3 separate regions of the Mus musculus genome follow, and regions 1 and 2 are each linked to region 3. Evidence: chromatin contacts called from public HiChIP or PLAC-seq and promoter capture Hi-C data. All regions are on one chromosome and are shown on one strand. The core of a region is the stretch at or near the end of the contact, and the rest is flanking DNA. Distances in the headings are between cores, read along the strand shown. Region 1 has its middle 28 kb from the start of Gm46942. Region 2 holds the start of Fbxo21 (F-box protein 21). Region 3 holds the start of Hrk (harakiri, BCL2 interacting protein (contains only BH3 domain)).

The links. HiChIP or PLAC-seq counts read pairs in DNA pulled down with a chosen protein or histone mark. Capture Hi-C pulls out chosen DNA fragments and counts their contacts.
Region 1: an H3K4me3 HiChIP or PLAC-seq map of embryonic stem cells shows a contact between it and region 3, with 19 read pairs. The contact joins the enhancer-like site here to the promoter of Hrk in region 3. A contact is called at or near these places in 2 of 484 Hi-C or Micro-C datasets (cortical neurons and embryonic stem cells), 2 of 115 datasets of contacts at active chromatin or transcription factors (bone marrow-derived macrophages and embryonic stem cells) and 2 of 9 other capture datasets (adipose tissue and pancreatic islet).
Region 2: a contact with region 3 is called in a promoter capture Hi-C map of adipose tissue. The contact joins the promoter of Fbxo21 here to the promoter of Hrk in region 3. A contact is called at or near these places in 5 of 39 promoter capture datasets (embryonic stem cells, hippocampal neurons, liver and 2 more), 3 of 115 datasets of contacts at active chromatin or transcription factors (effector CD8 T cells, embryonic stem cells and memory CD8 T cells) and 3 of 9 other capture datasets (adipose tissue, liver and pancreatic islet).

Annotation. Positions count from the first base shown.
Region 1 is chr5:118,330,636-118,333,335 of GRCm38.p6, reverse strand. No RefSeq gene overlaps it. Among named protein-coding and RNA genes, the nearest start is that of Gm46942, 28 kb to the left of the region's middle. Within about 2 kb of position 1,340, at least 134 of the 459 cell types and tissues checked have an H3K27ac peak or open chromatin away from gene starts, as enhancers often do. A contact at or near this core is called in adipose tissue, bone marrow-derived macrophages, cortical neurons and 2 more, where this site is marked.
Region 2 is chr5:117,975,334-117,978,065 of GRCm38.p6, reverse strand. Fbxo21 (F-box protein 21) reads right to left here and starts at 1,296. Exons shown (of 12, transcript NM_001346588.1): 1 at 1,027-1,296; 2 at 73-208. The coding sequence starts at 1,265.
Region 3 is chr5:118,168,502-118,171,201 of GRCm38.p6, reverse strand. It overlaps Hrk (harakiri, BCL2 interacting protein (contains only BH3 domain)), which reads right to left and starts at 1,438. Exons shown (of 2, transcript NM_007545.2): 1 at 1,074-1,438. The coding sequence starts at 1,419. The coding sequence ends at 1,141.

The sequences.
Region 1 (2,700 bases), core at 91-2,590, 160 kb before region 3:
CTTCCTCAGCTTCCCATGTGCTAGGATTACAAGTGTCTGCCACTAGGCCCAGCCAAGCTACCCTGCATGTATATCCAGCCACTGCTGGCATAAGGCATGGTAACCCTACAGTCCATGTTTGCTTATAGAGGCAGAGCACTGCAGCTCAGGTGCCTAGCATGGAAGGAGCCCGGGATTTGTTGTTGGCACCGGGATGGGTGGTATACATCTGTTCCCAAAGAGGAACCAAGCAGGCAAGCAAACAGACAAACAAAAACTAACCGTGGTGTCGCACACCTTTAATCTCAGCACTGCAGTTTAGAGGCGGAGGCAGGAGGATCTCTGAGTGCCAGACCAGACAGGGCTACATAGTTTTCTCAAAAGGAAACAAAAAACAAAAACGAAAAACAACAAAACCCTTCAAAATAATAATTTAAATGCATGAATGCATAAATTGGCACTTTGTCAAGGTCAAATGGGCACTAAGCACTTCGCTGTCTAGCAGAAGCTCTGGGCTTCTTCACCAGTGTGTACAACAGACACTAAGCCACTGTCTCTAGGTAACAGGGACTTTCTACTCTGTCATCTTGCAGGACACTGTCATATATGCCTGTATTAGATGAGCAAAGGTGTTTTTGTGTAAGTTACCTTCCCTTCAATGCTTCCAGCCCTGTGGTGGCCTATGTGGACAACCTGTTGGCTCTCAACAACAGAAGATAGACTTGCTTACCTCCTCCGGAGGTACCCAAGACCCTGCTATAAGTAATCTGTGAGCATCACTCCTGGCGTGGCAGGGTTTACCGTTCACCAGTTATCTACACAGGAAACTGACATTCACAGACATTAAATGCCCATCGCAGGTCACATGGCTCAACGACAACTTGATTTACAGCCCCCACCCCTAGCCCCCACCCTGTCTGGCTGCCCCGGAGCCTATGATGAAGTGATTCCAATAGCGGAAAGTCATGTCACCTCTGTGCCCCAAATAACCAGGCCTGGGCTTGAGACCAAGCATCTCCCTCCGCAGCCACAGTGACCGCAGCAGCTCCCTCAGACGGCCACCTTCACCTCTTTTATTTTATTGTTTTCCCTCGTTTTATTGCCTTGGCACAAGGCCGACGGCAGAGGGTAGGCAGAGATCAGAGTCCGCCTCTCCTCTGGAAATGACTTCGGAGTTCAGCCCGCCCTCCTCCCAGTGTTTGGAACCTAACGTTCTGGAAAGTGGATCGCAGGACGGATCGCTGCCGCCACCGCCGCCGCTGCTGCTGCTGCTGCCGCCGGCGGCTTCCGCCACCGGATCTCACTTAAGGGCACAAAAGCTGGGAAATTTCAGAGCCAGTCTGGCCCAGAGGGTGGAGAAGAGGACCTGAGCTCTTGAGCCAGCCTTCAAAAGAGTCTCCCTGGCTGCAGGGAATACGGAGACCACCCGCCGGCCAGCCTGCTCCACTGCAAACAGGAAACCCCAGAGTTTATAGATGACCCCGTTACAAGGCAAATGTTTTGGAACAAATTGTTCATTTAAGTCCTTGTTTTCCACTAGCTTCTCATACTGGATTCCCCCCCCCTCCCCTTTTCCTCCAGCCCACTGTCCTTGTTAAACCAGGGCCGTGGCGCCACCTGCTGCCCATCCTGTGATGACAGTAGCGTCTCCAGTGGGATTCCGGGGCCCTGGGTCCCTCTCCCCACCTCTCAGATGGATGGGACGATAGTCCCCCTCATCCTGGCCCCCGGATTTGTGGTTAAGATCATGAGCCAAGTCGCTGGAGAAGTGCTCTGTGGCTAGGTGACCTGAGACTCCCTGTCCCCATTATTCATCCTCAGGGACAGCAGGGCTCCCACGTGCAGAAAAGACAAACCAGATGGTATCACCAGGCAAAGCCCGGGCTTGGTTTCCCCGCAGGCAGCCACACCAGCATCAGCTAACCACGTGACTCCGCGGCCTCCATTTCTTTCGGATTCCACAGTAGCCCCTAAGGCAGGTGGGATGGAAGGTCGCGCGTGGGCCTGGCGGGCAGTACACGCTCTTTCTGCATGTCCACTTGCCCAGTCTAGACCTCGTGGAAGTGATATATTTATCGCCACAGAATGAACAGGAGCCCCAAGTGTCTGGAGATGTACGTCAGCTGATAGAGCACTTACCCAACATGCATGAAGTCCTGGGTTCGATTCCCGAATGTCATATAAACAGGGCATAGCGGAAACATACCTATCTTCCTAGCACTGGGAGGTAGAGGCAGGAGGATCAGAAGTTCAACTTTACATAGCTTGATGTCAGTCTGGTCTCAAAGAAGGAAGATACAAAGAATAGAAGCCACAAGAGTTCTGGGCCTGCAGCCTGACATCAGCTCCCCCCCCCCCCCGCCCCTCCCGCTCCCCAAACCTCGGGCAAATTGTCTTCCCCCCCCCCCAAGCCTCAGTTTCCCACGGTGTGTAAAGAGGCAGTAATAGTCACTAGATCTCAAGAGGTTGAACCGCGGGGCTTAGAGACAATCTGTGCTTGTCATTCTTCCTGAAGGGGAAAGAGCAATTAGCAAATGGTTTGAGGAGGGGCCAGTGAAGGAGCAAGTTCACATCCAGGAGTGGGTTAGTGAGAATTCAGTCACCAACTGGGCCTTCTCTGCCTCACCCAGATACTTTGTTTTACTCCTTGTGGAGGAGCTCTGACTGGCACCTCGGTTTATCTATCTGTCCGATGGGCACAGCGTCTGTCCATTCGACCTG
Region 2 (2,732 bases), core at 47-2,546, 190 kb after region 3:
ACGAACACACATACACACACACACACACACACACACACACACACACAGAGCATGACCAAGCCTGATGCTTACGTGCTCTGAAAAGAACCGCTTGGAGAAGGAAGCTACAATCTTCCGGGCTTCTAACCCAGCTTTCTGCCGAACTTTATATTCCTCTAACCAATTGACGTAGTCGGTGGGGCTGTAGTGCTTCATCAGGGAGGGCCACCTATAAGGGGGGGGGGGGGAGAGAAAACACCCTTTCTCAGCTCCGCAGAGACTGCAAAAAACCACGGAGGAGTCTGCGGGCAAGGGGGGGGGGGTGGACTTGGCAGAGGCTCTAGTTGCAATAATCATAGCGTATGCAATGCATTCCCTCACTACTCAGATGCAGTGACCTTGGCGTGGCGACACGAAAGGCAGCGTTTCTACCACCAGTAGCCGCCGCCCCCCCTCCGCCCCCCAATCTCTGCGCTGGCCACAATCACAGTGATGCTAACGGTTCTCGTGGATGGCGCGCCTCCCTCAGCATCAGGCCCTGCAAACCCGGGCCTCATCTTATTTGATTCCCCATAATGGGAAAAAAAAAAAAAGGAGGGGGGGTCTCATCACCGACCAGGAGACCCAGGCTCTGGAGAAGGGAGGTGGACCGACATCACCCCCTCCACCCCCAAGGTCACGAGCTGGACTGGCAGGTCCGATGCCGGCATCCTAAGGAGCTAGCCAGGAATGCACGCACCGCTGCTTTGCCTGCACGTCAACATCCTGCAGCGGCCACAAAAGATGCGCCTCCTCCTGCAGCCGGGAGGCGCGTGAAGGCCGCAGCCCCCCGGGGCGGAGCGCTCCGGAGGCCCCGGCCTCGGGCGGCTGCCGCGACCCCATCGGAGCTCCGGAGGGGGCCCCCCGGGCTGCAGGCAGGCCTTTGTCTGCGGCCGCGGGAAGAGGGCGGCGCGCGGCCCGGAGGCCCGGAGGGTGGCGGGGTGGGGCCCCACGCGAGGCCCGGCGCCGAGGGGCTCTGCGGGTCCCGGGAACGGGATGCTCGCTCACCTCACCCGGAACTGCTCCTTCCACACCTGCCCGCTGCTCTGGCACACCTCGCGCAGGCGGCGGCAGGTGCTGGACACGCGGCCGATGTCCAGCGCCGTGAGCGAGCCGCTGCACAGGATGTACTCCAGCACCTCGCCCGGCAGCTGCACCAGGCAGCTGGGGCCCGTCGCCTCAGCCGCGGCCTCCTCGGCCAGCGCCGGCACCACCTCCATAGCGCTGTCCCCCGCTACCGACGCCATCTTGTCCGCGTACCTGAGGGGGCCGCTGTGCGGGCGGGCGCGCGCGCGATAGGAGCCTAAGAAGCCGTACCACGCCCTCAGGGGGAGTGGCTGGGAACGCCCCGCCCACGCCAGGGGGTCCCGCCCACTCCGCTTGGAGGACTGGGAAGAGCCAGAGGCGAGAGCTGGCTGCTGCTGCAGAGATAAATGGTCCTTTCGCGTCCTGATTCTCCCAGGGGCATTTTTAAAAATGATAGCTGGGTGCTCGTCTTCGGCAGCGCAGATACTAAAACTGGAACGATGCAGAGATTTGCATGGATGCTGCGCCTAGGATGACACGCAAATTCGGGGAGGCGGTGGCACCTTTGATCTCCGCATTTAGGAGGTGGAAGTAGGCAGATCTCAGAGTTCGAGGCTAGCCTCAGCTATAGAGCGAGTTCCATGACAGCCAGAGATACACAGAGAAACCCTGTCTCGAAAATAAATATATCGAGGTTGCCCGGGCAGTGGTGGCGCACGCCTTTAATCCCAGCACTTGGGAGGCAGAAGCAGGTGGGTTTCCAAGTTCGAGGCCAGCCTGGTCTACAGAGTGAGTTTCAGGACAGCCAGGGCTACACAGAGAAACCCTGTCTCGAAAAACAAAACAAAACAAAACAAAATTGCCCTTTGGCCTTCACCTTCTCGATGGGACATGAGTCCACATAGACAATAACTAAAAGTTAAAAATGACTATGGTGGCTTACTTCCTAATTCCCAGCTCTCAGGAGACCGAGGCACGCAGATCAAAAGTTGGGCTATCTATATTAAGATCCGATCTCAAAAGCAATTTGAGACAGAGTCTGATGTAGTCCACTCTGGTCTTGAATTATGTATTGGAGAAGGACCTTGAGTTTCTGGCCCCCCTGCCTTTACCTCCCATAGCTTGTATTAAAGGCATACACCACCAAGATGTACTTCAGAGGTGGTAGTGCGGGGGTGAAACCCAGGGCTTGGTGCCGGTTAGCCATGCACTTTACAGCCATGCCATAGTCCCAAAATTAAGCTGTTGAAAATGGCTATCTTATACCAAGCACTTCCTGGAAGTGATTTGGCCTTCTCCACGGGTGACTCACTCTCCACTGGGTACTGAGGCAAGCATACTATTTGTTTTTGGGGACCCCTATTTCTAGCTCTATGATGGTGTGGAGAATAGTAGTAACCCCTGAATCTATGTCCTGATTTGAAGCAGGTCGAAGTATCGTGGGGAGCTCTCCTCTGTGTGACTGGGCTCCTTCAAGCCGCTGATCCCTTTGACTCTGCCTCCCAAAATGCTGAGTGTGATTTTAGAGGTGTTCATGGTGTCTGCTTTTAATTGTCTTCCACTCAACAATCCTTCATGATTTGGGGGACATATATGCCCTCTCTGGCAATACAACAATTACCATATGCTCTGGCTGTCCTGAAACTCACTTGGTAGACCAGGCTGGTCTCGAACTCAGAAATCCACCT
Region 3 (2,700 bases), core at 189-2,688:
GGATCACCACAAACTGCAGACCCTTGAGGAGACGGGAGTTGGCAGTGGAGATATGGAGACCTGGTCAAGTTGGAATACCAGGCGGTTTGAAAAGGGCCGGGGACTCGAGAACCTGTGGTGCATAATTAGGGGAGACTCTTAGCTCGGACTGGTGCAGTTCTACTGCGTGTGTTTACTGGGGCTGGCAGCGATTGTGGTGGCTTACGTCCTTCTAAAACCACTATGCTGCAGAGGAAGGAGGAGGAGAGAGAAGAGGGAGAAAGGAGAGAGGGGACAGTGAGGAGAGAGAGAAGGGGGGGAGAGAGAGAGAGGTGGAGAAGGAAGGGGGGACACGGGGTAGTGGGAGAGGAGAGAGAAAGCAGACTGGAGAAAGGGAAAACAGGAGAAAGTGGAAAGGCAGAGGAGAGCTACACAAGGGGAAGAATAACGTGAGCCAGGGGATTGGAGAAAGAAGAGAGTGAAAACACTGAAGAGAGATGAGAGTGAGGGAGAAGAGAGAGGAGTGGGGAGGGGGGGGAGAGTGAAGACAGAACAGAGACAGGGGAGCGGGAGGAGAGGGGGAGGAGGTAAGGAAAAAGAGGAGAGAGAGAGGGAAAGGAAAGGGAGAGGAAGGAGAAGGGGAGGAGGGAAGGAAAAAGAGGAGAGAGAGAGGGAAAGGAAAGGGAGAGGAAGGAGAGAGGGGGAGAGAGTGGAGATGGAGAGTGGAGGGAAAGAAGAGAGGAGAGAGATGAAGGAGGGAAGGAGAGAGGGAGAGAGAGGAAGGAGGGAGGAAGAGAGAGAGGGAGAGAAGAGAGAGGGGGAAGGAGAAGGGAGGAAGAGAAGAGAGAAAGGAGAGAGGAACAGAGGGAGGAGGAGAGAGAATGAGGGAAGAGAGGGAGGGAGAGGGAGAGAGAGAGAGAGAGAGAGAGAGAGAGAGAGAGAGAGTAGGGGGGATGAGGCGGAGCAGATACTCGGGGTCTGGATAAAGAGGGACAGAGGGCAAGCGAAGAGTAGGAGACCGGGTCCGCTGTTCCTCGCCGAGGAGCCCTGGCTCCCGCTGTCGCTGTCGCTCTCCCGCCCGCTTGCCCGCGTACCTGTTGCTCGGTCCGGGCTGGGTCTCGGCTCCGGTCCCCCCCACCAAGAAGGCCCCGCGCGCGCCGCCTACGCGCTCCGCCTGCCGAGCAGCCAGGCCGCCAGCGCCGCCACCTGCGCGGCCGCGCACAGCCAGGGCCAGCGGGCGCGGAGCGCGGGCAGCAGCGCGGGCAGCGGGTCCCGGGGCCGCGCGCGACGCCGCATGGCGCGTCGGTGCAGCTCGTCGCCCAGCGCCTGCAGCCGCAGCGCGGTCACCTGCGCCGCCGCCCAGCGCAGCCCGGGGCGAGCGTCGCCGCAACCGCACACGGCCGGGGGCCCGCGGCCGCGATGCCGGGGACACGGGCACATGGCGTGCGGAGGAGCCTCCCTGGACCCCAAGTTTCGCCCTTCACCGCGCGTTTGTTGTGCTGACGGCGCTATTATTAATTAAAGTGTCACATGGTGGAGGGGGCGGGGAGGGCGCGGGGAGGGGGTTACATCATCCGGCCCGGGGGGTGGGGAGTGTGTGCAGGAGAAAAAGCCGAGAGGTAACTTTTAACCCTCGAGACGCCGGCAGGGCGGGGACAGGCAGGGATGCGGGGCTTCGGGAATGCTGGCCCGGGGTCCGCTGTTTCGCTTCCCGGGCTGCGGGAGGCTCCAGCTCGGAGATAGCCTGGAAAGCCAGCTCGGTGCGCACTGTGAATTGAGCTCCGGGAGAATTCGGCCGTAATGCGAAAAGATCCCCGGGCTGTTGTGTGGCCTGGGTGGTGGGAGGCAGGGTTCAAGCCGACTTGCCCTGTTTCGGGACAGCCTCCGCACCTGTCAGCCTCCGGGTGGGTGCACACATTCCTGACACGCGTTCGCACCCCCTTCTGGTGACCTGACTTAAGCGCACCCCGGGGTGGGAGCCTGAACCCTGAAATGAAGGCGGGGGACCCGGGATGGGTTGGACTCCAACTTGGGCGAGTCGCCTTTGCACTCAAGACATCTCCCCACCCCCCACCCCCCACCCAAGAACGTGGTTCTAGAGAGAAGTTCTTGCAGCCTGCTTACTTTGTAGGCTTTATCTTTTCAAACGGGGTCAGAGTTTGCTGGCGACCCTGTAAGGCTTTGCCTTGGTGCCCAGTGAGGTTACCTAACCCAAAGGAAGACCAATCCAGTTTTGCTCCAGCTCCAGCCTGGGAAGTCCTCTGGGGAGGGTGCCGACCAGTGAGGAGGCTCCTGGGACTCCTTAGGGTGCTAGAGAGACCCGCCCACCATGTCCAAGCCACTGGATTTTGGACAGCTTTGGGATTGGGGCCTGAAGGAGCAGGGAAGTGGTCCATATACAACCTGGTCCATATAGTGGTTTCAGGCCAGCCACAGTTACAGAGAGAATCCTTTATTTAAAAACCCCAAAGAGTCAGGGATGCCTCTGTGGGTAAAGGTGCTTGCAACCGAACCTGATGACTTAATTTCAGTCCTGTGAATCCGTGTGTTCCAAAGACAGAAATCTGATACCCACAGATTGTCCTCTGACCTCCATATGTACTACCCTATGTGTATGCACATAAGATAGATAGATAGATAGATAGATAGATAGATAGATAGATAGATAGATAGATAGATAGATAGGAGATAGACAGACGTATTCAAACAGAAAACAAGTCG